2 separate regions of the Danio rerio genome follow, and region 1 is linked to region 2. A link is a contact called in public Micro-C data. All regions are on one chromosome and are shown on one strand. The core of a region is the stretch at or near the end of the contact, and the rest is flanking DNA. Distances in the headings are between cores, read along the strand shown.

The links. Hi-C and Micro-C count contacts between places; a contact is called where the count stands out from the background.
Region 1: a contact with region 2 is called in a Micro-C map of caudal fin, with 9 times the contacts expected there. The contact joins the promoter of ccno here to the promoter of inpp5jb in region 2. A contact is called at or near these places in 2 of 18 Hi-C or Micro-C datasets (caudal fin and an unstated tissue).

Annotation. Positions count from the first base shown.
Region 1 is chr5:75,443,641-75,446,697 of GRCz12tu, forward strand. It overlaps ccno (cyclin O), which reads right to left and starts at 1,730. Exons shown (of 3, transcript NM_001386810.1): 1 at 1,437-1,730. The coding sequence starts at 1,625.
Region 2 is chr5:75,304,186-75,307,000 of GRCz12tu, forward strand. inpp5jb (inositol polyphosphate-5-phosphatase Jb) reads right to left here and starts at 1,420. Exons shown (of 14, transcript XM_073951682.1): 1 at 1,017-1,420. It overlaps selenom (selenoprotein M), which reads left to right. Exons shown (of 5, transcript NM_178286.4): 5 at 2,183-2,715. The coding sequence ends at 2,389.

The sequences.
Region 1 (3,057 bases), core at 480-2,979, 140 kb after region 2:
TTAAAGAAAGCATAAGAGCTAATCATTATTGTCCTCTGTATATCCTAAAGCAGAATAAAGAATGTTAATACTGAGATAAAGAAATTTAATTAGGAATTTAGAGATAGAAATGGTCAAAAATACTGTTTTTCCACTAAAAAAGCATAAGAGCTAATCCTTATTGTCCTCTGTAATGCTAGTCCTCATCCTAAAGAAGTAAAAAGAGTGTTTATAATAGGTTAAATTAAAAATCGAAACGGTCAAAAATACTGTTTCTCCACTAAAGAACGCATGAGAGCTAGTCTTTATCATGTTCTCTATTACTAGTCTTCATCCTAAAGGAGAATAAAGCGTGTTTAACACCTGTTTGAGTTTCTAATAAAGATATAAAAACTCAAAAAATACTTACATAATAATAATACGTCCATACTCCCATTCAAAATATCATCTTTTGTGTTTAACAGAAGGAAAAACTCAAATGACGAAATAAAAAAGGCAGTAATTTTTATTTTAGACGAACTATCTCTTTAAATAATTTAATTAAATTACATTGCTGTCAATTGAATGTATTTTATTTGAATACAGATAACTAAGGAAAGACATTTGAGAATAGAAATGGCTACAAACACTGTTTTTCCACTAAAGAAACCGTAAGAGCTAATCATTACTATCCTCTGTAATGCTAGTCCTCAACCTAAAGCAGAATAAAGAGTGTTTAAGCTAAGTTAAATTAAGAATATAAGAATCAAAACGGTCAGAAATACTGTTTATCCACTCAAGAAAGCATAAGAGCTAATCATTATCATCCTCCATATATCCTAAAGCAGTTTAAATAGTGTTAATACTGAGACAAAGACATTTAATTAAAAATTTAAGGATAGAAATGGTCAAAAATACTGTTTTTCCACTAAAGAAAGTGTAAGAGCTAATTATTATTGTCCTCTGTATATCCTAAAGCAGAATAAAGAATGTTAATACTGATATAAAGAAATTTAATTAGGAATTTAAGGATAGAAATGGTCAAAAATACTGTTTTTCCACTAAAAAAGCATAAGAGCTAATCATTATTATCCTCTGTAATGCAAGTCCTCAACCTAAAGCAGAATAAAGAGTGTTTAAGCTAAGTTAAATTAAGAATATAAGAATCAAAACGGTCAAAAATACTGTTTATCCACTCAAGAAAGCATAAGAGCTAATCATTATCATCCTCCATATATCCTAAAGCAGTATAAAGAGTGCTTATACTCAGAAATATTTATTATTTATTTAAGAATTTGGGAATAGAAACAGTGAAAACACTGTTTTTTCCACTAAAATAAGCGTAAGCACTTGTCATTATTATCCTCTGTAATGCTAGTCCTCATCCTAAATCAGAAATGGATGTTTACACTGAGAATTAAAAAGATTTAAAATAAGAAAATAAGGATTGAGTCGGTCAAAACTTATGTTTATCTGACCTGCGGTTGTCTTGAGAGGCAGTTGAGCGCCAGAAACTGCTGTTGATTGAGTCTCTGGATGATGAAGCAGGTCTCCGAGTCTTCATAATCACACACCTGTGAGTCTGATGCACACCTGACTGGAGAACAGAGGAGCTCGTCTTCAAAGCCAGAGTCACTCAGCGTAGAAGAAGGTGAAGGAGAAGACATTTCTGTGCCGTTCTGGAAGCTCTCTGTTGTTAAACTGGAGGGTTTGCGCACATTATCAGCGTCATGTCGGGCTGTGTTTTGGGACTGCAGTGTTGTCTGCTGAATTATGGCTTGTAAACGGCTTCTTCCCGGGTGTTTTAGCGCTCATTGAAGGGCGCCATTCTGCCCGCGACACTGGGAACCATGACAACAGTCTCGCGGGGGCGGCAGGTGGCGCTTTTGCGTGGCGTCACTTCATTAAAAATATGTAAACAATACTATAAAAATCCTTAATATAATTAGGGCGAGACTCTGTAAGATAAAATAGATCAGAGCTTTGGATTCATTATTTTTATTAGAGCTGGGCAAAGATTAATAAAATAAAAGGTTGTTCTAATATATAATATACACTTACCGGCCACTTTATTAGGTACACCCTACTAGTACCGTGTTAGACCACCTTTTGCCTTCAATGCTTTAATCCTTCGTGGCAAGAGATTCAACAAGGAACTTAAAAGATATTCCTTAGAGATTTTGCTCCGTATTGACTTGATAGCATCAAGCAGTTGCTGCATATTTGTCGGCTGCACATCCATGATGTGAATCACCCGTTCCACCACATCCCCAAGGAGCTCTATTGGATTGAGGATCTGGTGACTGTGGAGGCCATTTGAGTACAGTGAACTCATTGTCATGTTCAAGAAACCAGTCTGAGATGATTCACACTTTATGACATGGCGCTTTATTCTGCTGGAAGTAGCCATCAGAAGATGAGGACACTGTGGTCATGAAGGGATGGACATGGTCAGCAACAATACTCAGGCTGTGGCGTTGACATGATGCTTAGTTGGTACTAATGGGCCCAAAGTGTGCCCAGGAAATATCCCCCACACCATTACACCACCACCAGCAGCCTGAACCACTGATACAAGGCAGGATGGATCCATGATTTCATGTTGTTTCTGAAATACTCAGACCAGCCCGTCTGGCACCTAAATCCACTTTCTTCCCCATTCTCATGCTCAGTTTGAACTGCAGCAGATCGTCTTGACCATGTCTAAATGCCTAAATGCATTGAGTTGCTGCCATGTGATTGGCTGATTAAAAATTTGCATTGAAGAGAAGTTGGACAGGTGTACCTAATAAAGTGGCCGATGAGTGTGTGTGTGTGTATACACACAACAGTTCTGTCTGGTTCTTTAATCTAATTGGCTGATAGCCGGTGCGATATTTTGCCAGTAACATCAAACAAAGGTCTCATCACCTCTGTGTATTACTCCGCCCACATACATGAATGTGTGTGTGTATATATATATATATGAAATAAGATACACCAGCACTAGATTATTACAATTGTTCAGATCTTGTTTAGATAATGTGAATTAAAAACCTAAAGCTCTTCTATAAAACACAAACAAAAATAATGAAGCGAAAAATAATACGTTCAAAATGA
Region 2 (2,815 bases), core at 170-2,669:
ATTTCGCAAGTGTTTTTCTTCGACAAATTAATACCGATTGAATCGTTTATAAAACAAAGACAGTATCATTTTACTTTTATTCATTTTCATTATACATAAATAGTTTAACTCATCGTAAAACAAACGCTGTTAATTTAATCATCTTTTTCTTAATTGAATTTATCTACGCTTCAAGATTGTTTCTTGTATTTTATGCATATGTACTCCCGTACAGAATCATCCCAATCAATTCTTGATTCCCAATGCTTCCAAATAGTTATTCATCTCCTCTAGTGAATGTATATCGCAATGTATAAAAAACGCAGAATAAAAAAAATTATGCTATATTTTTCCAATATCGTGCAGCTCAAGTATACACTAATATGGTTCAAAACACTTACTTTTTTACTTTTGTATACTACACACAACATTTATAGTTTTTTTCTTTTTGCACGTGTGGTGTTCGCAGAGTAGAATATAACAGAAAATAACATGCATTACATTTTAAAGCCATTGAGTATTTGGTTTTCAGATTTTTATATAATTTATATTAGAAATTTTATATAAAGTTCTTTCAAATCCTTACTATTTCTACTACAACAAATTATTATTATTATTATTAATAAGAAGGTTGCTGCTGTTTCAAGCCTTGGCTGGGTCAATTGGCATTTCTGTGTGGAGTTTGCATGTTCTCTTCATGTTGGCGTGGGTTTCCTCTGGGTGCTCCAGTTTCCCCCACAAAGACATGCGGTATAGGTGAAATGAGAAAGCTAAAATGGCCCTTGTGTATGTGTGTGAATGAGTGTATGATTGTTTCCCAGGGCATTTACTGTGTAAAACATATGCTGGATAAGTTGGCGGTTCATTCCACTGTAGTTACCCCAGATTAATAAAGGGACAAAGTCGAAAAGAAAATGATTGAATGAATGATTATTAATAAAATAATGTGTCCAGATTTCACACGCTTGCCGATAAAATCATGTTAGTGCAATATTTCAGGTGCCTTATTGATTTTAATTAAAGCGCAACAGACATACCTGTATTTTTGTAAAGCGTTTTCCATTCAGTTTAACCCTCAAGTTTTCTTTTGGTCTCCGAAGGGTCTTGAACATAATATCAATAACCGAGTAGCAGCAGAGTGAATACTGCAATCCAAATGATGTCTGTGCTCGAATAAACGTTGATAAACGTTACTACAGCAAATGTTTAGATTTAAATGGTGTCGGGACGGATTTCGCGGGAAACTGACATTGACTACCGGACGCCATTTTCCCTAGCGTCTTGTCACAGGTCACAACCAACAAAGAAAGCGGTCCATAAAACATATAAAAGTGAAAACCTCAGGGAAATTACCGGTTGAAGAAACATAAATGCAGTGTACAATCCCTGCAGAGCCGAGGCGCATCCAAAACCGATGTTATTTTCAACCACTAGAGGGCGCGAAAGTTACATCTCACATGAGAAAATACTACAGTAAATACTTCAGCGTTTTAACCTTACAATGGCACTTGAATGAATCTGTTGTGGTAATTCTGCTGTATAACAACTAAAGTAATAATTAAATGGCTCAAACTAGTTTGCAACAGCACAACAGCGGTTTACTGTAGTAGACCCTGCTGAAAAATCCAGCTTAAACCAGCCTAGGCTGATTGGCTGGTTTTAGCTGGTTGACCAGCCTGGTTTTAGAGGGGTTTTGGCCATTTCCAGGCTGGTTTCCAGCCATTTCCAGCCTGGTCTTAGTTGGTCAGGCTGGAAAATGACCAGCCAAATCCAGCTAAAACCAGCTTGACCAGTCTGGTTTAAGCTGGATATAGCTGGTTTTGGCTGGACTCTCAGCTTGGCTTGGCCGGTCAAGCTGGTTTTAGCTGGTCATCTCCCAGCCTGACCAGGTAAGACCAGGCTGGAAATGGCTGGAAACCAGCTTGGAAGTGGCCAAAACCCCTCTAAAACCAGCAGGGGAAACTAAAGTATACTACGGTGTTTATTAGTTAATCAGTTCACTACACCTCAGTATGCTGTGGCATTATTTACAAAGAGTTTTAAGTACTAAAATATATACAGTATAATACACTTTACTATAGTAAAGTTAAAAACGATAATATTTACAATAAATTGGTGAGATTGTTGTTGCTAAATGTATTTTTTTTTTAATGAAACTTCTCTCCTTTCCCCCTTAATAAATGCGGCTGTGTTTGTCTTCCAGAGGATCCCATTATCTGAAATGACTCGCGCTGAGATTAACAAACTGTTGGCCGAGCTGGGCTTTTATAAAAAGGATCATCCTGAAGACCAAGTGCCCGAGGAGTTTCGCTTCTCTCCAGCAAAAGACAGTCCCTTTGAGGGCCGGCAATCCAGCACGGCGGCCCCCGAGACGACGGAGCCTTCAGATTCCCAACACACTGACCTGTAGAGACAACAACATCTGAGAACTGCCGGATTTACAGAGAGCGTGAGAAACCGAGTCGGACCCTAAAAATAGCTCGATCTGCTGTCAACACGGGGCATTGTGATTGGATGTGATTGGCGTTTTGAGTGCAGAGAGACGCTGATGTTTGTGGCAGTGGTTTTCTCTCACTGTGCTGTATATAAGTGTGTTTTTCTGCCCAGCGGGACGTTAATGATGTCCACAGCTGTAAAAGCCTGAGAGCAGCTGCGGACTGATGATCCGCGTCCTCGCGGGCAGAAATCAAGCCTTAAACGGACTGTGGGAGTTAGAAAATAAATGCTTTAAAAATATCACAGCCATTGAGTGTTCGTTATTATACAATTGAAGTTATGAGAAGCACCCATTATGCAAAAATCACCTTTTATAAGGGGTTTAAACATGGCCGGTGTG